6 separate regions of the Mus musculus genome follow, and all the other regions are linked to region 4. The links are chromatin contacts, called in public HiChIP or PLAC-seq, Micro-C and promoter capture Hi-C maps. All regions are on one chromosome and are shown on one strand. Each heading gives the region's core, a stretch centred on a gene start, on an enhancer-like site or on the middle of the called end of the contact. The rest is flanking DNA. Distances are from core to core; before and after follow the strand shown.

What was found. Promoter capture Hi-C pulls out the DNA fragments that hold promoters and counts their contacts. Hi-C and Micro-C count contacts between places; a contact is called where the count stands out from the background. HiChIP or PLAC-seq counts read pairs in DNA pulled down with a chosen protein or histone mark. Capture Hi-C pulls out chosen DNA fragments and counts their contacts.
Region 1: an H3K4me3 HiChIP or PLAC-seq map of stem cell-derived neural progenitor cells shows a contact between it and region 4, with 20 read pairs. The contact joins the enhancer-like site here to the promoter of Cbr4 in region 4. A contact is called at or near these places in 9 of 39 promoter capture datasets (the 3T3-L1 cell line, cranial neural crest, embryonic stem cells and 5 more), 1 of 15 datasets of contacts at CTCF or cohesin (the NIH/3T3 cell line), 1 of 484 Hi-C or Micro-C datasets (embryonic stem cells) and 11 of 115 datasets of contacts at active chromatin or transcription factors (the NIH/3T3 cell line, the SCID.adh cell line, bone marrow-derived macrophages and 5 more).
Region 2: a contact with region 4 is called in a promoter capture Hi-C map of adipose tissue. The contact joins the promoter of Ddx60 here to the promoter of Cbr4 in region 4. A contact is called at or near these places in 6 of 39 promoter capture datasets (the 3T3-L1 cell line, the C10 cell line, hippocampal neurons and 1 more), 1 of 484 Hi-C or Micro-C datasets (hematopoietic stem and progenitor cells), 3 of 115 datasets of contacts at active chromatin or transcription factors (bone marrow-derived macrophages, fibro-adipogenic progenitors and microglia) and 2 of 9 other capture datasets (adipose tissue and liver).
Region 3: an H3K4me3 HiChIP or PLAC-seq map of bone marrow-derived macrophages shows a contact between it and region 4, with 7 times the contacts expected there. The contact joins the promoter of 4930512H18Rik here to the promoter of Cbr4 in region 4. A contact is called at or near these places in 4 of 39 promoter capture datasets (embryonic stem cells, frontonasal cranial neural crest, liver and 1 more), 1 of 115 datasets of contacts at active chromatin or transcription factors (bone marrow-derived macrophages) and 1 of 9 other capture datasets (adipose tissue).
Region 5: a contact with region 4 is called in a Micro-C map of the AtT-20 cell line, with 4 times the contacts expected there. The contact joins the enhancer-like site here to the promoter of Cbr4 in region 4. A contact is called at or near these places in 21 of 39 promoter capture datasets (the 3T3-L1 cell line, 3T3-L1-derived adipocytes, the C10 cell line and 13 more), 2 of 15 datasets of contacts at CTCF or cohesin (pro-B cells and stem cell-derived epiblast-like cells), 18 of 484 Hi-C or Micro-C datasets (the 3T3-L1 cell line, the AtT-20 cell line, the C10 cell line and 10 more), 17 of 115 datasets of contacts at active chromatin or transcription factors (the 230-238 cell line, bone marrow-derived macrophages, craniofacial prominence and 9 more) and 5 of 9 other capture datasets (adipose tissue, embryonic stem cells, liver and 2 more).
Region 6: a contact with region 4 is called in a promoter capture Hi-C map of embryonic stem cells, with 2.8 times the contacts expected there. The contact joins the enhancer-like site here to the promoter of Cbr4 in region 4. A contact is called at or near these places in 5 of 39 promoter capture datasets (the 3T3-L1 cell line, embryonic stem cells, hippocampal neurons and 1 more), 4 of 115 datasets of contacts at active chromatin or transcription factors (T-cell acute lymphoblastic leukemia, bone marrow-derived macrophages and embryonic stem cells) and 2 of 9 other capture datasets (adipose tissue and embryonic stem cells).

The regions. Positions count from the first base shown.
Region 1 is chr8:61,177,621-61,181,329 of GRCm38.p6, reverse strand. No RefSeq gene overlaps it. Among named protein-coding and RNA genes, the nearest start is that of Sh3rf1, 45 kb to the left of the region's middle. Within about 2 kb of position 2,374, at least 16 of the 459 cell types and tissues checked have an H3K27ac peak or open chromatin away from gene starts, as enhancers often do. A contact at or near this core is called in the SCID.adh cell line, embryonic basal ganglia and stem cell-derived neural progenitor cells, where this site is marked.
Region 2 is chr8:61,926,022-61,929,743 of GRCm38.p6, reverse strand. It overlaps Ddx60 (DExD/H box helicase 60), which reads right to left and starts at 1,657. Exons shown (of 38, transcript NM_001293783.1): 1 at 1,468-1,657.
Region 3 is chr8:61,909,278-61,912,849 of GRCm38.p6, reverse strand. It overlaps 4930512H18Rik (a long non-coding RNA gene), which reads right to left and starts at 2,045. Exons shown (of 3, transcript XR_870457.3): 1 at 1,901-2,045; 2 at 1-612.
Region 4 is chr8:61,486,046-61,489,580 of GRCm38.p6, reverse strand. It overlaps Cbr4 (carbonyl reductase 4), which reads right to left and starts at 1,847. Exons shown (of 5, transcript NM_145595.2): 1 at 1,591-1,847. The coding sequence starts at 1,732.
Region 5 is chr8:61,201,528-61,205,268 of GRCm38.p6, reverse strand. No RefSeq gene overlaps it. Among named protein-coding and RNA genes, the nearest start is that of Sh3rf1, 21 kb to the left of the region's middle. Within about 2 kb of position 1,663, at least 5 of the 459 cell types and tissues checked have an H3K27ac peak or open chromatin away from gene starts, as enhancers often do.
Region 6 is chr8:61,864,336-61,868,074 of GRCm38.p6, reverse strand. The region is part of intron 2 of Palld (palladin, cytoskeletal associated protein); the gene reads left to right. Among named protein-coding and RNA genes, the nearest start is that of Palld, 37 kb to the left of the region's middle. Within about 2 kb of position 1,409, at least 4 of the 459 cell types and tissues checked have an H3K27ac peak or open chromatin away from gene starts, as enhancers often do. A contact at or near this core is called in embryonic stem cells, where this site is marked.

The DNA.
Region 1 (3,709 bases), core at 1,125-3,624, 310 kb after region 4:
TTGTTGAAAAAAATGCACTATTGCCCTAAAAGGTCAGCCTTCAACCTTCTGATGTGAGAGGTGATCAGCACCTTCGATTTACAGGTCTTCTGATGACAGACTGCTGGAGTCCAGAGACACCACTGAGCCCTATCTCTTCCCAGCCCTTTGAAGCAAGAGTTGTCAGCCATTGCTACAGCCACTTTCTTATCCCCAAGAGAGGAAGGAGCTTCTGAGGCTCTGAGGCCCAGTTCACAGTCGGGATGTTTGGAAAAGTGAAATGTAATTGTATTATGTGTCAATTAGTGCTTAGCCTTTTGGGCATCTACTTCCCAGAGGCACATTGTCAACATTGAAATTGTTTGCCATCCTGTGTCAGGAAGGGATGAAGGCTGGTGGGTAGATATTTCTCTGATTGTTCCTATTCTCTGAAGACTCTCCTTTCCTCATAGAGCTTCCTTCATCTGTCCACGTCTGAAAGATCTGCTTTGAATGTGGAAGAATGGGTTGAGAAGGAAATGCTGGAAGGGTGCAGTTATTTCTGAGATAATTTGTTCTCTAGATGCTGAAGATCTGAGCCATTACTCATGCCGACGGAATGACTGCACTTTAGTGAGTTCCAATACTCCGATTCTTGTGAGAATTGAACAGATCACATGCAGAGAAGTGTGTACAGATATGTAAAAATAGGAGTTTCAATATAGACCTGTATTTCTACCTCATTGAAAAGTTGGTCATATGAATGAAGGTAATATATTTTTATTCAGATCTAGTGGAATAGGTTTGTAATCCCAGATCCCCAGGAGGCTGAGGCAGAAGGCCAATCTAGGCAACTTATCTCAAAAAAAATTTTTTTGGAAAAAGAATTTGGGATAGAAACACATAGTATGCACTGGTCCTAGATTCAATACCTAGTACTCAAAACAAAATAAAACTGATTTTTGTTTGTTTTTGAAGAATATAAAAGCATCAAAGTAATCGAAAACAGCATGTTAGTTATGATTTCCATTGCTGTGAAGTGACGCCATGACCAAGGCAACTCATAAAGGACAACATTTAATTGCAGCTGGCTTACAGTTTTAGAGGTTTAGTCCATTGTCATCATGGCTGGAAGGATGGCAGTGTGCTTGTGAACTATGGTGCTGGAGGAGCTGAGAGTTCTACATCTCAATCCAAACACAGCCAAGAGGAGACTGGATATGCTTAACACTGGACATAGCTTGAGCATTTAAGACCTCAAAACCCCTTCTTCACAGTGACACACGTCCTCTAACAAGGCCACACCTCCTAACAGTGCCACTTGTAATGGCTAAGAATTCACTGGACGGAAGTGGGGATGGGTGGGGGTGGGGAATTACTATATCAGCCCCTATGGGATGATTTGTGTAAGACCTGAGCCAAAGTCCATTGAGTTCTATCAGATACAGTAGGTCTGAGGTTCTTCCTTTCTTTCTTTCTTTCTTTCTTTCTTTCTTTCTTTCTTTCTTTCTTTCTTTCTTTCTTTCTTTCTTTCTTTCTTTCTTTCTTTCTTTCTTTCTTTTTTCTAGACAGGGTTTCTCTGTATAGCCCTGGCTGTCCTGGAACTCATTTTGTAGACCAGGCTGGCCTAGGACTCAGAAATCTGCCTGCCTCTGCCTCCCAAGTGCTGGGATTAAAGGCGTGTGCCACCACGCCCGGCTTGGTCTGAGGTTCTTAAAGGTGAATACAATACAGATCACAATTATCCCCGATGAGCAGAAAATTCACACAATGCAGGCTCATAGGGCATCTTTTAGAGCAGTGGTTCTCAGCTTTCCTGTTTCTACTTTATAACTGTAATTTTGCTACTGTTATGAGTTGATATTTAAATATCTGCTGTGCAGGATATGTGATATGTGGCCCCTCTGAAAAGGTTGTTAAACCCCAGAGGGATGACTGTTCTAACGGCATCTTAGACATATGCTGGGCCCCTCTCTGTTCCTTTGAAAATAATCAAAGGTACAGAACTGTTGAGTAAGCAGACTGCAGTTACAGAGAGCTGTACTCTTTGCTCCCTATTGCTGTAGCCAAATACCCGAGGAGAAACAACTTACAGGATAAAAGATGTCTGCAAAGGCCAGAAAGGGTGTCAAATATTCAGATTCAGGCAGTTACGGGCAGCCCGGCCTAGGTGCCAGGAACTGAACTTGTGTCTTTTACAAGAGCATCGAGTGCTCTTAACCACTGAGCCATCTTTCCAGCCCTGACAGAGTGTTTGAAAGAACAGTGAAGTGTGGAAAGATAGCTCAGGAGGGTTGATTTTGAGTTAAGACTTCGAGGGTCATAAACGGCAGGAGAAGCTTTTCAGCTCGGCTGGCCGTACCACGTGACTAGTGACATCGGCGTGGGTTTGATGAGTACTCTCTCATTCGTTATTCCACTTAGCTCTGAGAGAGTGGTAGTTGGTATTTCTAAAGAGATTAAGAGGTTTTCCAGGCCTGCTAAGTGCTAGCAATCATGGTCCCTGAATCTGCAAAGCCTGAGCCTTTTCATGTGATTTGCAAGCTTCTAAAACACAAAGTCCTTGGGGGATTACAAGTTGCCATCGGAAACAACCAATGAAGAGCGAAGCATTTTCTGTGAGAGAATATTCTGTTAGCCTGGGCTGTAATGAGCTATTCTCAGTAAAAGCTAAGCTCTAAGGAATAGCTGTTAGGAGAAGTAAAACAGCAATTTATTTCATGATACTGAAAGCACTGCACTTAATAGAAAACTTTTTAAAACACGGAAGGAAACAAAAGAACGTTTGGTTTTACAACGAAGAGGGCATTTCAGCGATTTTGGTGCATCTCCTCCAAGTCTTTGCTATCATCTACACCACAACGGTCACTGCGCATGCATCCCATCTTAGCCCTGTGTCCCCATGTGCTGACAATGCCATAAGCCTGCTTGCTGTCTCCTGGCCCTCAGTGGACCATCTTCATAGATCGCTCTGCTTTCCCAAGTAACCTCTCTCCCTAGCACCAGCCTGGCTCCTGCTCGTTTCCAATCCCTCCCTCCCTCCCTCCCTCCCTCCCTCCCTCCCTCCCTCCCTCCCTCCCTCCCTCCCTCCCTCCCAACATTGCAGGCATGGCTGTTTTTCTAAAGCAGAACCTGTTTCACTGCCTTGGCTGCCTCCCAGGTCATTAGGATAGTGCCCTAACTTCTTACCATGGCTTTCAAGGCCCTTCACCTCCTGCCTCTCATTTCCATCTCCTCTCAAGCCCTGGAGCTCTCCTTGCCTCAAGTCACACTCTGCCTCTCACACTCCAAGTGTATTCATTCAGTCATACTCTTCCTTGGGATGTCTGAGTAACCACCTTTCAGTTTTCAGAGCTCAGTGGAACCCCAAGTCCTTTGAGAAGTTTTGTTATCTTCTTTCTGTATCTACCCACGATCAAAGACTCCTGGAACTGTTGCAAGTCCTCCAGTGGCGACTGTATCTCGCTGTGAACGCATTTGAACTGCCTATCTCTTCCACCAGATTGTGAACTTAGAAGGCAAGATCTTATCTCTCCCAATCACCTTGTCATACTCTACAAATTGAGCAAAGTCTGGAAGGCCATCGTAGTGGCTAAATGCCTGTGAATTCAGCATTCCCCAGCACAGCAATCTATGCCAAATGAAATGTTTAATGCATTGGAAATGTCTTATAGGTAGTTCTACACTCTCTATGTGGAAATCAATACTATCTGTAAGAAGTAACTGTTTAGTTTTTGTTTGTTTGAGACAG
Region 2 (3,722 bases), core at 408-2,907, 440 kb before region 4:
TGCAGTAATTAAGACTGTCTACTGCTGTTGTAGAGGACCAACCAACTTCTGTTCCTAGAATGTACACAGGCTCACAACAGGTTGTAACAGCACAAGGGATCCAACCACGCTGGACTCCTAGTATATTTGCACTCAAATGCATATTCCCACACATCAACAAACACACACACTTAAAAAGTGAATCTAAAAGCTATTTACTGATTTCTCATTCTTTTACTCACTATGAAAAGAAATTACAAGAATTGTCACAAAATCCTGCAAAACATGATAGACCTGATACATACACATACATGTGTATATATGAATATGTGTATATGTGTATATGTATATGCATATATGTATATATGTATGTATGTATGTACGTATGTACGTATGTATGTATGTATATATGTATGTATGTATATATGTATATATATATGCATATATGTATATACGTATATATATGTTGGGCGTCCTGACACCCTTATTACCAGGACAGTCTCTCTGGTAATGAGGCATGTTAGTTAATTGAGAAAGCCTCCTATATCCTTGGAAAGTACAGCCACCTGTGAGAAGTGACCTGAAGTGTGACAATGGAAGGTATCAGACTCTGAGTTACCCTTAATCAACAACTTGCAAGAAATCAGAGAATTCCAGACTTCTTACTGACCTCAAGGAACCAAAATGAGCACCCAGAACCTGGCTCCGCCCTGGCAGACATCTTGAGTTCTATGCTGGGCTTTGCAAAAAGCACTTAGCCTGTGCCTAAACAGAATCTGTAAAATAAAACACCTATTGTGTTTAAAGCAACTCAGTTTGTGCTGATTTGTGATGAGGAAACAGAAAATCAATCCCTGCTCCTTACACATGAATACATTAAATCTCAGATGACTCAAACAGGGAGACTGAGGCAGCGGGATACTCCAAGTTGGCCCAACCTGGGTTCCATGGGGAGTACCAGGAAGCCCAGGGAGACTGCTAGGGCTAGCATACGAAGAGATTGGGTGGGGGGATGCATTTCTGCAGTAAAGCATAACTTGTCTTAGCCACTGCAATTTCAGGGCAACTACAATTCATCTGGGTTTTTCTTCACATTCTGCTTCTAGCTCTGGAAGCCTGAAGTAGGGCCCCGATTCGATTCGGCACCTAGGAGAAAAACTATTGGTGGGGATGTTCAACATTTATTGGCTGTGCACACACCCCAATGCCCCTACTTATTGATCCCTATCCCAGCTACCCGTTTACAAAGGATCCTCAAGAGACTGAGTCAGGCATCTTTTTCCCTGCCACTCACCACTCAGACCTCTTCCCTCTGTGGTCCACCGAGTACTGGCCACTGGGGTAGGTGGGTCTGTGCTCCACTGCCCATTGAAAGCTACCTCCTAGTGCTGTCCCCTCAGCTCCGCTCCAGCTCCTCTTTTGGGATACTCTGACCTAGGCACGCCCTACAATCCCCTGGCGAGCCCAGAAGCAACCCCCTGGCCTCACCGGGAAGCCCAGACCGGGAACCTGGACCTGCTACGTGCAGAGAACCGCTGGTCTGCGCAGCAGGTATTGAGCGCGCTGGTCCGCGCTGCAGGTAACAAGCAAGCACACAGTCGACCACAGGAGACCTAAGACCAATCGCTAGCTCCAAAAAGTGGCAACTTGTGAGTCTCTCAGGCCGCCTTTTATAAGTGAAGGATAGTTTCGGTTTCTCTTCTGCTCCCAGAAGCTTTAAGTTTCGGTTTCCATTCATCACTAATCAAAGAGCATTTGGTGAATGCAGCTTTGCGCATCCTTTGGTAAAGTTAGTACTGTTAAGGTAGGAAAACCAGAGGCTTTGGGATTCTTGAGGTAAGGAGGAGGATTTGACAGGGAAATCTGGAGACATCTAAGCAAGGCAACATTGGAGAGGCTGTAGCAGCAGAACTCCGGGCGCTGTGCCAATTGCTCCTACTGTGCTAACGACAGCAGGAGGACAAAGCCTCAACAAAGCCCAGACACCTCTACCTTTTCAGGTAGTATTTTAAAGGTAGGTAGGAATTTGAGATTACATGAGTCTATTATTGAAGCCTGTGATTAATCCATTTGGGATCTTCTTTAGCCGAATGGCACTACTAAACAAGCTGAAAATGGAGCCTACTTTTATCTCAGCCTTAATAACTTTTCTTTCCTTTGATTTTGTTTGATTTGGTTTGGCTTGGTTTTTTACCTGTCAATACCTGAAATTTGGGTTTGAAAGCTGGCTTGCTTAGTATCCTATGCTTGCTGAACTTTAGGAAGGCTCTAAATATGACAATTCTATTTTCAATATTGGAATTCTAGAAAGTGGGGGACTCTTGCATTTGGGTGACCGTGACAACAATGGGACCAAAAGCTATTTTGTCAGGCACTGGCAGAACTCTCATCCATGGGGAAAGAGCAACAGAATGCAATGTGTTGAGATAACTTGAGAAACATCCATTGTTTTGAAGGCCATTAAGAATGGACCCTTCCCTCATGGTCAGCTTTTGACCTAGCCCCTGTTTCCTTGGTAACAGTAAGAAAAGGTCCCACCCTTTCTGTCCTCCTTTACATTAAAATACTACCTGAAAAGGTAGAGGTGTCTGGGCTTTGTTGAGGCTTTGTCCTCCTGGGTGAGAAAATGTCACCCTTTCCTGTTCCCTCCAATTTAAGTCAGCGACCTAATTCCTTGAGACTGTGGTAACTGTGGTAATAGATACTGCACGCATAGCCTAAACCAAGGAGCATGATATAAGTGGATTATCTCAGGTGGGCCCAAAATAATCATAAGCAGGTTCTTAATGTGGTGACAGAGGCAGAAATTCAGGCTGGTAATTTGATTACATATGTAGTCTTCTAGCAAGACTCTATGAAGATGATGGAAAACCACAAACCAAGGAATGAAATTGAAATAATCTACTCCAGGTTACAAATCTCCATGCTTATTAAGCCAACTGTGAGCACTGTGAGTTCTTTACACAGCCAGCTGACCAAGAGTAAGCTGGCACCTCAGGAGAGCTCTCGGTGGAGAAAACAGGGTTTTCAAGTCAAAAGTCTACAATTATAGCACACAGGGGGTAGGCTGAGGACATGTCACATCAGGATATATATATATATAATTTACTGGAGCAAGGACAACTCTGTGGCCACCATTGAGGGATATGTCTCCCTCACTGTTAATGTTTACTGGTCCTCAGGAAGAGCTCATGAGCTCCCCTCATCAGTGATGGAACGTTGATGAGCCTTGTCTTGTGTTGATAGTCACTGTTACTATGAATTCACAGGTATAACAGGCATGTCGTGTCCAGAAGAGAGTGTTTCACAGCACTCTTTCCTGTTTGAGACTCTTACATTCTTTCCCTCCTTTCCCCCATAATATTCCTTGAGCTTTGGAGGAAAAGATATCAATGTCTCATTTTAGGATGAGTGCCCAGCTGTCCCTTATTCACCAGTTATCTCTGCATTAACCATCACCTACTCCAGAGCCACCCAAATCTATGAATATAGATACAAATATTTAGAAGGCGGTTTGACATCATATCCATATAGCAAAGCAACAGGAGTAGTTTCCCCTTTAGAGCCTATAACTTCGCCATTCATGGGTTTTGGATTAGGTCAGACATGAGTTGCTCCTGTAGAATAGACCTAAAATCCTAAAATCAGAATGTCGTTGGTTATCATACCACTACTGTGCCAGTGGAAACATCCTGTCTGACAGGTTAGTATTACAGAAAACAGATTCCTTTCTAGATCTTCTA
Region 3 (3,572 bases), core at 796-3,295, 420 kb before region 4:
TTCGCAGAGATATCACTGACTGCAGACTCATTGAGAATGAGAGGATTAAAGGATTCTGTTACAATCTCTGTCCCCCACCCCATCTTACCCTCTTAAAAGGAAAGAGTCTAGACAAGAAGCCATTGAAGAGAACTCCTAAAAATTGTGATAAGGATCCTGAAGTGTCACTCTTCACAGTTGATGGCTTCTGGTGGGAATGGGGATGAGTAAGGTCTCAGTTTTCTTTAAGAGGCTGGCCACTGGAAATTTGACCATGCTCCAATAGATTATTTTCTTCTTCTCTTCTTCTTCTTCTTCTTCTTCTTCTTCTTCTTCTTCTTCTTCTTCTCCTTCTCCTTCTCCTTCTCCTTCTCCTTCTCCTTCTCCTTCTCCTTCTCCTTCTCCTTCTCCTTCTCCTTCTCCTTCTCCTTCTCCTTCTCCTTCTCCTTCTCCTTCTCCTTCTCCTTCTCCTTCTCCTTCTCCTTCTCCTTCTCCTTCTCCTTCTCCTTCTCCTTCTCCTTCTCCTCCTCCTCCTCCTCCTCCTCCTCCTCCTCCTCCTCCTCCTCCTCCTTTTTCTTCTTTGTCTTCTTCTTGGAAAAAAACCCACAAGGTTGAGCGCTGGATCTGGGAAGTCTGGGATAGGAATGCGATAGGGGTACATTATGTAAAACTCCCAAACAATAAAAATGTTGGAAATTTTTTAAAAAGAAAAAATATATACAAATGACTAATACGTTTTCATGATGTAAATGAATGATTGACATGTCTTCATTTCACATATACTTATTAAGCAATGTTTAGGTCTGCAGCAATCCAGGGATTAAAAAGCACAAAGCCATTTATTAATGTGAAAATGTAATGAAATAAATAGGACATGTGAAATACCACTAGGAAGTGGGATAGCTTGAGAGGCAGAGATATGCACAGTTCTGAGTGAAAAGCCAGCTTAGTCTACATAGAGATTCCAGGCCACTTAGGGCTACATAGTGAAACCCTATCCCTAAATAAATAAATAAAAGATAGATGGATGGATGGAGAGAAAGAGAGAGAGAACGAGAGAGAGAAAGGATAGAAAAATAGGGTTAGTTCTCAAAAATCCAGCAAGACTGCTAAGTAAGAAAGAGAAGAAAGCAGGAAACTCAACAGCTATTGTGTATCTGCTATGGGTTATGCTTGGTGATAACCATATTATGAGGATACGAGCAGACTGCTGCACTTAGATAATGTACATACTACTAGGAAAAGTGTTACAAAGATTCTTACCGGAAAAGAATGTACCCGCAAGAAAGAGATTAAACCCATGTGGTAAGAACAGAACAGGCTTGCAAAATCCTAAAGTCTAAATATGCAAAGCACTGGAGTAGAGCAAGGTTTGGTGTGCCCGGGGAAGGAAGACTGTGCAGTATAAAGGATACTCTACAGTAGCCACATTTCTAGCTTTGAGTAAGTCAGCATAGTGACTGTACAGCAAGCCAATGTAAAAGGATAACGGCAAGTTGCAGAAAGATGGCAGAATATCATCAAAGTAGGAACACAAACCATCCAGCACAAATGAACTAGGGAATCCCCTATAAAGCAAACAGCTGGCAGTCCCAACAGAAAGAGTCTCCAGGCAGAGTGTCCACTGCGGTGATCTTCCAAATGAAAATAACAAATAACAACAGATAGAGCTCATATCCTTTAACTGGCTGCTCATAGCATGTAGCAGATAATAGCCGGAGTTCCCAGTTGAACTTTGTCTCCATGGCTGAGCCTCCAAAGGCTAAATGTCCTAAGTTGAACTTCCCGTTTTTCCTACATGCTGCGATAGCCTTTTGATTTTTAGATCTTTAAATTTTATCCATGTTTGTGTAGGCTTGTTTGTCTGTATATTCACTGTGTGTGTGCAGTGCCTAAAGAAGTCAGAAGTGGGTGCCAGAACCTTTGCAAATGGAGTTAAAGTTGTTTGTGAGCGTTTTGGTATTGATGGCAGGAATGAAACTGGGTCCTCTGCAGGTCCAGCAAATGCTCCTAACTGCTGAGTCATCTCTCCATTCCTTGCTGGTTCTGTAATTTCATGCAACAAACAATTTTAACATGAGTTAGAAACAGTTTACTTTCTAGATCTCCTAAAGGCACAACATTTTTATTGGTTAGACTTTTTTTCCCTCCCTATCCCAGAATTAGAGGGACTAGCTCGACCACAGACAAGGGGTCCCTGGAGGATACTTTGAGATGAACATACTTGGCTTTGAAAAGTGGAGTGAGCACACCTTTACTAGCAGGTTCACCTTCTCAGTCTACACCATACACACCAATTTGGCAGATTATAGTGATATACAATCTTGGGAATTAAGAATAAAAACAAAAATGTAAGGGCTGGAAGTTTACACAGCAGTTGAGAAAACTTGCTACTCTTCCAGAGGACTGGGATTCTGCTCCCAGTACCAACATCAGGTGGTTCACAACCAGCTGTATTGCCAGCTCCAGGAGGATACAGTGCCCCTAGCCTCCACAGATACCTGCACTTAAATGAACAGACCCCACACAGAGAGAGAGAGAGAGAGACACACACACACAAAGACATACACATAATTTAAAATAATTTTTAAACTTTACTTTAAAAACATAAAAGTGTAAATCATCGGGAATAACAAATATCTCAAAGCACCAACTAGAACAAATAAAATCAGATGTCACAAATCTTTAAAGAATATTTCCAGATAAACCATAAACTGCCTTAAAAGGGATTGTGCCTGTAGGTTGCCTATCAGATCTCTGCCCTTACAAGGGCAGGAAAGGAGATTGCAGTAGAGAGAAGGGGAGAGACTTCAATCCAGATAACAAGTGCACTGAAGGACAATTAATGAGAGATCCAGTGTATTGTTCAAAGGCAGAAAGCAATCCACAGGAAGACTTCTCTGTAAGTATGCAACCAGGGTTGGAAGAGGAAATGGAGATTTCAGAGCTGGAAGTCAGCTAGCTGGCTTAGACTAAAATAGTAACGCAGCAGAATTGCAAGACATATACTTGAACCCCTGAAGATCTGTATCACATACAAGAGGTCTTCTAACCCCACCGGGTGGAATGTGCTGCTTTCTCTACTTTCTTAGTCTGACCAAAAGATAGACAGCTTCACTGTAGGTCTCTGCCCAAGGACGCACTTCAACAATCCCAAAATGTGACTTACAAGCACCAGTTCACATACACACACACACACACACACACACACACACACAGAGAGAGAGAGAGAGAGAGAGAGAGAGAGAGAGAGAGAGAGAGAGGGAGAGAGAGACTCACTCACATCCCCATTCCTCACTTGGGAGTGCAGATCCTAGACATACACAAGAGGGAGTGGAGGAGAAGGGACAGAGTTCAGAGCTCAAGGAGGATGTTTGCGGAGACGCTGGACCTTGGAGTCCACCTGTCAGAGTTTCCAACATGTTGGTTTCTACACATATAGGATGAGTTTCAGTTTCTTTTCTCCTCCTTGCCACCTTTCTGGTTTCCCTTTCCTGGTTTCTCTGTATAGGAGACAGAATATCCATTCGGAACTGGGGAGAACTTCAATGAGAAAAAAATCAGATGCAATGATGTGGATAGGAAGGGGCACC
Region 4 (3,535 bases), core at 598-3,097:
TTTGGAGTTTTCTTGAATGGGAGATTTAGACACAAGAACTATGGGTACCTGGCTACCCATAATGTTGGCACTTGCTGGACTCACAAGTTCATGGCTATTCTGAGTGACACCTCAAACCCTTAAGAAGAAATAAGCTTGGAAAGTCTAGAAACAAAAGTGGTCAGGGCCAGCAAGATGGCTCACTTGATAAGGGCACTTTCCACCACGCCTAACAATCTGGGTTGAACCTTTGGGTCCCATACAATGAAAGGAAAGAACAGACTGTCCTCTGAGTTCCTCAGGTGCACAATGACATAGATGTACTCATCCAACCAAATGAATAAATGTGATTTTTAAAACTGCAATTAAATCTGGGCATGGTAGTGTATACCTTCCGTCTCAGCTTTGGGATAGGAGATTACTACTGTAAGGTTGTGGCCAGCATGGACAAGAGAGGTGGCTCCATAGAACTCCCTGATCCCTATCACCAAACTCACGAAGTCACTGATGGGCTTGGGGAAGCAACCCTGACTTCAAAGTAAACATATTCCCTATCTGATAAGCTACCATATTAATATATATGCTCCTCAATTTATGATAGGGATACATCAAGATGAACCAACTATATGATGGAGAGCCGAAGAACAGGTAACTAGTACCACAGGGCAAGGTGGAGTATCTAGCAAACTGGAAGCAATGCTGACTGGCTAGGTGTTGAGGCTCGTGTTCACACCCAAGGTGAACAGATGTGTTCCCCTGTGTTCCCAGCACGGAGGAGGCAGAGACCAGCTCCTGATCCAAGGGAAACCTAGGCTGCGTAGTGAGACCCTATGTCCGAGAAAGCTGGATACCACACCGCAGGTTCAGAGTGTACTCTGTACTAAAGACATCACCGTCCCATCACAGTAAGGAGATCTCAGCAACTGGGAAGCTGAGACACGAGATCCACAAGTTCAAAGCCAGTGTGAGTTACATATCAAGGCTATTTCCACATAAGTAAAGAAATATAGTCGGCACCAGACACTCTTAGACCTACAAGATACCCAATGCTTTCCTGATAGTGACATGTATTTTTCTCCATTCTTCAAGTTGTCTTCTCCAAACGAGACTTAAACTTGCAATGCAATGACTAATCCGTTAATAACCTGGGGTTGGGGGGGGGGGGGCTGGAATAGGAATACAATCAAAGGGCCTGGGAAAACAAATTAGTAACTTACTAAAGTCATTGATGGGCTTGGAGAAGCAACCCTGACTTATCAAGAGTTTCTCTTTGAAATACTGTCGGGTGCCTTCGCAAAGGGCAAGAGCTCTCAGCAAAATGCAATCTAGCCATTTGTATCTGACTTCTCTACTTTCAGTATAATCGCGTCCATTCTCTCCTCCCAGAGGCCAGAGCAAGGCAGCTCTCAATATCAGCACTGGCCGCGGGGAAGGCAACTACTTGTCAGGGGTCCTTAGAATCTGCCTGGAGTAGGCGAGAGCCCCTGTGAGTGTTTGGTCATGGGGCACGAGCGATCTGGGGCGCAAACCCGGGTACATGGGCAGGGCCCGTGGACTGGAACTCAAGGACTTGCACCTTGGTCGCACGGCGAGGACACTTCCGGTACATACCGCCGAGCTCGCCGGCGGTGACTTTGGCCACTTCCAGGTTTCTGGAGACGATCGCCAGACGGTAACCCTTCTGGGCCATTAGCTGGGCTACCGCCCTGCCGATCCCCCGGGAGCCTCCAAAAACCGCACAGACTTTGTCCATCTTGGACCGCGGACCAGCAAGATGGATCCCTGAGACTCAGAACTTGTAATAAAAGACACAGCTACTGACAAAACCAGTATGCTCTCCTTTCAACAGACAACCCAGGCCACAAAACAAGGCGCGAGGATTAGACGTCAGTGCACACGGACTCTTCGAGGGTTGCATTGCATTCTGGGACTTGTAGTCCTTACTCTCTTGCACTTGTGAGCATTTTAGTAACTGCTGCTGGATGCCTATTCCCAAGCCTGGTTAGTTCTATGAGGGTAAATGTCCTGTCAAAGAGCACAAGCCGTGTGTGGTGGCTCAGGCCTGTTCACTCATCACTGTTCAAGGCCAGCCTGGTCTAGAGAGTGAGATCTTGTCTCAAAGACAGCAACAAAGAAAGAACACTGTGTAGAGGGATTCAATAAATGCTTGTACTCCTCTTTTTGAGGAAAAGACCTGCTATGTTACCCAGGCTGGCCTCAGATTCTCTATGATTCTCCTCCCTCAGCCTCCACAGAGCTGCTGGCATCTACAGGTATGGGCCTCCACGCTCTTCGACTGATCAGAATAGAGTAAAGATTAAAGAGCAAGCTTAGGTCATTATTGGCAATATTGGGTTCCTATACTCCTAAATAAGATATCCTGAGTGCTTTTTTTTTTTTTTTTAAGAAAAAGTTAGCTGGGCATGGTGGTGCATGCTTTTAATCCCACACTAAGGAGGCAGAGGCAGGTAAATCTCTTGAGTTGAAGACCAGATTGGTCTAGAGTTCCAGGACAGCCAGGGCTGCACAGAGAACTCTGTCTCAACCATGCCTCCCAAATAAACAGATAATAAATAAATAAATAAATAAATAAATAAATAAATAAATAAATGGCATGATTTGTTAGCATTCTAGTGTAAAGAGAACATTTCTTGACAGAATATTAGTGTACTAAATAAAAAAGTAGACCATAGTCCCTATTGGAGGTAGGGAGAATTCTGGAGCAACAGGACTAACTCACATAAAACTCTAATGGGCTAAATTGTTTATTAAAGTACAAAGTTGTATTAACACCAGAAATCAAAAGGCCAGTGAGGACTGAAGGCACAGCAAGCTGGCAAAGCCGGGTCTGAGTATTGATTTCTAAATTGGGGAGGGGTGGGGACCTACCAGAAAAGTTGCACATTAATTTTAAAGTTTTTCTTTTTCTTTTTTTTTTACCTTAAAGAGAATACTATATAGTTTATTAAGCAAAACATGAATGACCAGATTTATGTTGCTACAAATCCCATGTTCCAATGTTTTATGAAGTTTTTCATTGTAATAAAACAAAGCCATACATATTTTTAACCCATCAAGTCTAGCTAGTGGTGTGAGTGTGTGTGTGTGTGTGTGTGTGTGTGTGTTCCACTGGGTATTGGAGACAATCTTCAAATATGTTGGTTGTCAGAGAAGAAAGGTAAATACCAACTCAACTAAACACCCCTAGATCTACAATGACAATCTGCCCTGAATGTGACATGCCCATGCAATAGTTGTTGGTTACATAAACAATGTTTATGCAAAAACCATGACTGGATTTAAGGCCCACCCCATGAAGCTAAGCCTGTCAATACTTGGTGACCAAAAACCTGAGACTAAATAGGCCTAGGGGAAGTACCTACGACAAATATCACTGTCCTGATGAAGTAATGTAGCAATAAAAAAGACTCCAAATGACATTCTGCTATTTCCCTTGGTCAATGTCATACTCAGCCCTCACCGGAGAAGCTTCCTCTTCCAGTATACGGGAACTAACAGAGAGCCACACCTGGACAGTGTGCAGAGAGTTAGAGGT
Region 5 (3,741 bases), core at 414-2,913, 280 kb after region 4:
ACTCACTTTGTAGACCAGGCTGGCCTCGAACTCAGAAATCCACCTGCTTCTGCCTCCCGAGTGCTGGGATTAAAGGCGTGCGACTCCCTACTTTTCTTATCAACAAATATTCACATTCCCCCAGCCTCAATGACAGAGATGTTTCAGCCCACATGCTACCTGACCATCCACGTCACCTGAGCACCAAAAGAACCAGCAGGGAAAGCTGAGTCGGCTCTGGGGCTGCCAGGTAAAACAGATTATGCAGGAAAGACATAAGGAAAGAATTATCAATCTCTTTTCTGAATTAGAATTTAACCCGCTGTCCTCTATAGCTCCAGGCTAACGCTGGCCATCCTGGTCAGCCAGGCTAGTCTCTTTTTTTTTTTTTTTGACTGTAGATCCCATGGGCCAAACTCTCTCTAGTAATCTCAGTTCTAACCTTTGCCTCAAGACATCTCTTGGACCCTCCATCTTTCTGGCCTGGAGCATACCAAGGTGTAGCCCATTCCCATGTTATCCTTTCACAGCATCCATGGCTATAATATCCCCTTTCCCTGCCCTCCCAGGATCATCTGACAATGGTTTCACAATGACTTTGATTGGAGGAAGAGTCACTGATGTCCACATCAAGCAGATGAAAGAAAACAATAGGAAATGTATTGTTGTGTCTATAATCAGATAATCTATAGATTAAGGTGGGAGTTGGGCAATCTTAGTAGTTCTAAAACTGCAGACCTTTAAAAAGTTTTGTTTTCTATTATTTTTAATTGTACGTATATAGCCCTGTGGGGTTTAGGCACATGTGTACAGGTGCTCATGGAGACCAGAATAAGATGCCTCTGAAACTGGAGTTATGGATGGCTGTGAGCCACCATGTGGGTCCTGGCAATAGAACCCATACCCTCTGCAGCAGCAATAAATGCTCTTTGCCACTGAGCCATCCCTTCAGCCCTCTAAAATATTTTTGTATCTACTTTTGAAACAGAGTCTCCCCATGTAGCCCCCCCTGATCTCAAACTCACAATCCTCCTGCCTCAGCCTCTCTAGTTCTAGAATTTCAGACATACACCAGCATACCTAATTCTCATTTGTTTTTTCCCTCTGAAGAAGTATGTGAAGATGTGCTTAAATGAGCAATGGACCAAAACAAGAAAGAGCATGTGGCATCTGAAAATGATTGTGTCAAACCAAATATCTCAGGGCACAGCAGCTCCAGAGTACCCAGCTGGGCAGCTGACCCAGGGAGGAGCCAGGCCAAGCTGGAGCACACAGGTAGAGTTGCAGGAGAGAGTGTTTCAAAGATTAAATGGCATATGTGGGGAAAGTGGATGGATCCAGGAATAAGAAGATAAAAGACAAGCGACCGGAGCCCTCCAGGCCAGCTTCCAGATAAGATGTAATCAGATTGTCCAGGACCCACACCAGGCCCTCACTCAGAATATAACCTATTCAGTTCCAAACTCTGGGTCAAGTTGAAGTTAAACCAGTTTCTGAAAGTTGAGATAAGACTTGTGTAACGGGCCAATCAATAAATCCTGCTCAAATTCGGACCTCTTGGGTTTCAGAAGAGCTCCTTCAAAGCTCGAGAGTCCACTTGCCTACATTCATTTCAGCTAAAGCAAAGCAAAGGAAAACATCCAGTCTAGAGTATAGACATCCTGGGATTGCCACTCTGTGTAAGCAGCAAACTAAGCAAATGAAAGTCAGAGTCTCCTTCTAGGAGATATGAAGTCATCAGCAAGCCACTCCCCCACACCACCCCAAAATTGGAGAAAGAAAAGAAAACCGCCAAGCTCATATCTGTGCAAGAACCAGGATAGGAAAACCTGAGCTATAATTGACAAGCTGCTGGAAGTTCTATGTGAGCAAGTCAGAGCATGAAAGACTCAGGGGAAACTGAGTCCACTCTTGAAGCTCAACAAAGCCAGCACCCTGTGGACCAGAGAAAATCTCCTTGAGCCTCTGTGGGGGAAGGGAAAGAAATATTTCAAAATACCACAAGGGGAGTGGTCTTAGCAAGCCTGCCTTTGGGAAACAGGTCTAGCCAGAGTACAGCAGCTGAGGTTTTGTTAGAGCCTGACTAGCCCATGACAGGGAAATACCCAACTGCAGCCTGCTGTAGCCATCTCCCCCTGCCCAAGGGGCAGGGGAGCTCAGAAGCACACAAGACATTCAAGACTAAGTCCCAGTCATGGAACTGTAGAACGCTTTCCAACCTCATGCCATGCTACCTCATGACCTGATAGCAGTCCTTTTAACCCAGTACATTGATTAAAAATAATTATGATAAATACGAAAGGGCAAAAGCACATGGTGACAAGGCAAAGTAAGCCCAGTGCTAGCTTGGACTACATGGAGTCTTTAAGGCCAGCCTGGGCTACAGAGTAAGACTCAGTCTCAAAAGAAAAGACAGTAACTAAATAAGCCATTTCAAATATGCTAAGGCGCATAGTAGACAAAATAGACGCTGCAGGACTAGATGGGCAATTTAGGCAGAGGTGAGAATCCTAAGAACTAAAATAAGTAGTGGAAACCAAAAGGATTGTAACATTGTAACAAGCGAAGAATGTCTTTGATGGGCTCATTAGCGGACTGAACACAGAGAATGGAAGGAGCTCCGTGCTTGAGGATCTCTCTAAGTCAAAAGATCCCAAACTGAGAAGCAAATGAGGGAAGGGGAGTACTGCAGAGAAGCCCAGAGCAGAGTATCCAGGAGTATACAGATGTTTCAAAGGCTGTGACACACAGGCAACAGGCACACCCGCCCCGAGAATAATGAAAGGAGCAGAGCAGTTATGACTGAGAAATTCCCCCAAATTGATGTCAGACACAAAATTACACATCTGGGAAGCTCAGGGGGCAGGAAGTGGATAAACCCAAACAAGCAGAAAAACTACACCTGGGCATCGTAGCCTTTAGAGTTTAGAACATCAGGAATTGTTGGGTTTTTAAAATCCTTCAAGAAGCCAGGGAGGGAAAGCAACTTTATTTATACAGGAGAACGACTGGAATTATACCTCTGTCTCCTCCGAAGCAAGAAGAGGGCAAGGGAGTGAAATATTTAAAGGGTGGCTGAAAAACATTCTGTATGCTGTGAACTGCTTCAAAAGTAAAAGAAAAAGCTGGGCATGGTGGTACACGCCTGCAGTCCCAGCAATCAGGAGGTAGAGGTCTGTAGAGCTCTGTGAGGTTAAGGTTACCTGGTCTATGTAGGGAGTTCCGGGACAGCCAGAGCTACATAGTGAGACCTTGTCTCAAACATTCAATAATAATAAAATAAATAATAAAATAAAAATAAAAGAGAAAGCTGGTGTGATGATGGATGCCTGTGATCACAAGACCTGGAAGATGAGGTCATCTTAGACCACGTAGTGAGTCTAAGGCCAGCCTGGGCTACATCTTAAACATATTGAAGAAACTCATTCATTGGTAGTACTCTCGCTTTGCAAGACACACACACACACACACACACACACAGGGAATGAAAGAATCGATAGAGAAATGGTTCAGTGGTTAAGAACACTGCCTGCTCTCTTAGAGCTTCATAGGACCTGGGTTTGAATCCCAGAACGTACAAGATGACTATAACCATCTGGAACTCCAATTCTAGAGGTTTGACATCTTCTGGCCTCTGTGGGACCCAGGTATATGCATGGTTCACATACATTCATGCCGGTTGAACACTCAAACACATATGTGCATGCATGCATGCACACACACACACATATGTGTACACACATGTGTGCAGTCGGATAAACA
Region 6 (3,739 bases), core at 160-2,659, 380 kb before region 4:
GATTCTAGAGTGAGAGGGAAATTCCGGCTTTACCATGTATCAAATAGGGCACTTGGTAAGTTTAAGCTTTCATACCTCAAGAGCCTTCCTAGTAAAATAGAAATAATGAACTACATACTTCTAGGGTAGTGTTTAGGTCAACCACGACAGATATAAATTTAAAATTGTGTTGGACATATAGTAATATGCTAACACATATTGACGCCTCACTTGTTATTTTTTAATGGTTTCTTTGGAGCTGAAGAGATGGCTCAGTGGTTAGTAGTGCTTGCTATATAGTCACAAGGACCAGAGCTGGGAGCCCTGCCAACACCTGTAACTGCAATTCTGATGAGCTCAACTCTGTGTGCACAACACATAAGTGCATGCACACAGGGGGCGGGGGGTGGGGTGGGGGAATGGCGAGAAACAGTGGACATACACATGTAAAACATAATTTATTAATGAAATCTTTTTAAAAATTCTTACTTATATTACTGTTGATTTGGCATAAGCTCCCCCATATTCTCTCTGCTCAAAAATCTTTGAACTTGTTTTTTGTCTTTAAAATCTTTTTACTGCAGTTTCCTTTTTTAGTCCTAAGTATTCACAAGGTTATGGAGATAATGGAAAGCAGTGCCTCGGCATGATAGGACAAACTATAGCTTCTAAGAAACACAAACACATGCTTGAAGGCGTTTCAATACCCATTTTCTCAGAGTACTAAGCATGCATATTGGGGTCAGAATCCGCCAAGACTTCCTTGGAGTCTCTGTATATTTCTACTTTCTAGCAGCTTTTACCTTACTTGGCCTTCTGTTCCTTTATGGTTGTAGGGAATGGAAATTAAATCAAAGGAAAGGTGATTTCTTCCAATCACCGCTTCCCCACCCACCCACCCAACCCTAATGGTCTCCCCATTCTCTTGCTAACCTCAGAGCTGTGAAGGTCAGCCATGCATTGTGACTCACAGTCAACTTGGAAAGCTTTCTAAACCCAGGCCTCTTGACCATTGTTCTCTTGAGGTTCTTTAAATTATTCCTTGTTTCCTCAGCTTCTTTCATAGGTACCTGTTAAATAGTTGCTAAAGTCAATTGAAAGTAGTTTCCCAACACTTTGTTCCTCAGTTTTGTTTTGTTTGTATTCCAATAATTTTAGAAAGAAGAAAACTCAAAAAAATGGTTTGAGTAACAGATACACGCTTTTCTCCAACTAGGTAGGTTGGCTTTGGTTTTGTACTGTCTTGCTTAAAGTTTTATAGCAGACTGCAAAACTCTCAAAGGGAAATGAATGAGCCTATGCATATTTACCGGTATGAAATTGTTGTTTTTCAAGAACCTGACTTCGAAGTTTCAGATGCCTCCACAGCAAGCACCGCCCAGGCTTTCAAATCCTTTCTATGACTCTGATGTAATTTCTTCACGACCTGCTCCTTCATTTGCCCGGGGCAATACCTCACTGTGGAACACACAGTGTGTGCATGTATAATTACAGCTATTACAAGCTCTCTGTAAACACCACATTCCTTTGACTTAGGAGTTACATTATAAATGTAACTGTGGCAAATAGAATTATGTCTGAAACCCAGCACAGCTTGCTGTATAAAGAAAGATGCAAAACTGTCCCTCTTGTGTTCAAGTGACATGTAGTTATAGGAATACTCTTTCCTGCTTCATTTTAGTTCTTTGAGCCATAAATAAAATAGTAGTATGTTGAATAATCTGCTGGAATAAAAGTGAACCACTAGCCACCTGTACACTGATGGGGAAATATAACTGTAAGCCTGCCCTGGCTGGAAAGTGACAAACACGTGTAGGAACTCGCTTTGTCCTCTTGTGTATGAGTTCCAACAGTGAAGGCGGGCTCTGTATCTCTGTGCATGTTCTCAGCAACCAGTGTCTACTGATTCTGCAATCATCAGCCACAAAACATAAACAAGGATACCAAAGGAAATAAGGGTTCTCCCCAAGGGGATGGCATTGAACCTTGGCTGCCGGAATTGGAAAAGTGTTTCAAATGAGAGAGAATGAAGTTTAGGGAAAGGGTCTGACAGTTGATAGAGGAGAATATTCCAAAAGGAAGGCAGAGGGAAGAGGAAGAGAAAACAGTTGAAAAGAAAAGAAAAACATTAATAATAATAATAATTAATAATAATAATAACCTCCCATTAGAATAAAATGAGTTCTTTCTTTAAGAGAAAGAGCCTCAAAGTGGGTTTTACCACAAGAGATAGAGGTTATTACTGTCTGCCTGCTGATGGCTTCTCTAAAAGCAGAAGCCTATAAATGGGTTCCTTCGTTACCCAAGATGAGATGGAGAAAGCCTGGAAAAGAAGGGCTTCATGGTCCTCCTGAGAAAATGTCACACCGTGTGCAGTCCCATCAGACTCTCAAGAGTTAAGGACGTCTTTACCAGTAAACACAGTTGGTGCAGCTTTGGAAAACAGAGCAGCCAGGCCTCGCTCACTCGCTCGCGCTCACAAACAGAGCAGCAATGCCAAGAAGAACAGAATCAATCTGATTTGTAATCCAGCATGGTACTATTTAACTCTTGTATCCCACTGCCAGCACTTTAATTAGGAGTGCACTGGCCTATGTTGGCCAGGATCCTTTATTCTGTGTGCCAAGGGTAAGGACACCATCGTCATTGCCTGGAATGCAGTTGGGAAGGGTCATTGCAATGATGATTGCAATGAGTTCAATGGTGGCTGATAGGCTTTTGCTATGAAAGACCACTGTCAATCCAACACGAGACAGTCATTTTATGACACAAATAACTTTAACCCTGAACAGGTAGCTAGCTTTTGGAAGGAAGCAACAAGATTAAAGAAACTGCTATCTTCTGCACTATGTATAAGCGTTGTTAACAAACGAGGAGTCACTGAGCGTATCAGGGCAACAGGTACCCCTCAAGTTGGCAGAAATCGAGTCAGGTGCCATGTGGGAGTGGTTAGGAAAGCAAGGAGATTCTCTATAAAATGCTGTTGTGTTCCCTTAGAGACAATTCCACTGACTAAAAGTAGACACCAATTCTTTGGATGCAGTCATCTTTGTGACATCTCAACCACATGATGTTTACCCCAGATTTTAACATTTGGCTGAAATTCTTTAATAGAAGTAGATTGGAGCCTATGTTGTGACTCCTTTGTTTCACCATTTCTTAATGGAACCTGCTAATGTGCCACCTCAAATTAGAAAGCCACCAGTCTTATCTAATTATAGGAAAAACAATGGTTTAAACAACAAGTACTCCACAGAGAAAGAACCAGTGTCATCCCTCCAGTGTGAGAGCTGTTATATTTGGATTGATTTTTTTTTCCAAACCCTTGCAGGTCATTGCAAGACAAATAATGAATCTGTTAACAAGGTGTGTCTGTCTCACTCCAAATCAAAGCAACTTTATAAGCACTGTATCATCTATAATATATACCTGCAAGAGTTATGTTGCCAATTAAAAAAACTTACTACATGCCTAGTTCCTTTAATCTTCAACTCTTAAAATCTGAGCATTGATTTGTCCGCTGTACTATTGCACAACGGCTTTAGCTCCTTGGAATCTGAAGGTGTGTTTCTAACAAGGTCTAAACATGGCTCTCTGCCTTCCAGCGGATTCCCACACACTTCAGGTGTCCAGACACCACATTCATGAAACACAAGGCTAGCCTTTAGCTTCCTTCCGTTCAAACCCTGCTCTGGGGCCCCAGCAGCTTCTGGACTCTACATGGGATCTTCCTCAAGTTCTCAACTGTCACACATGTGTT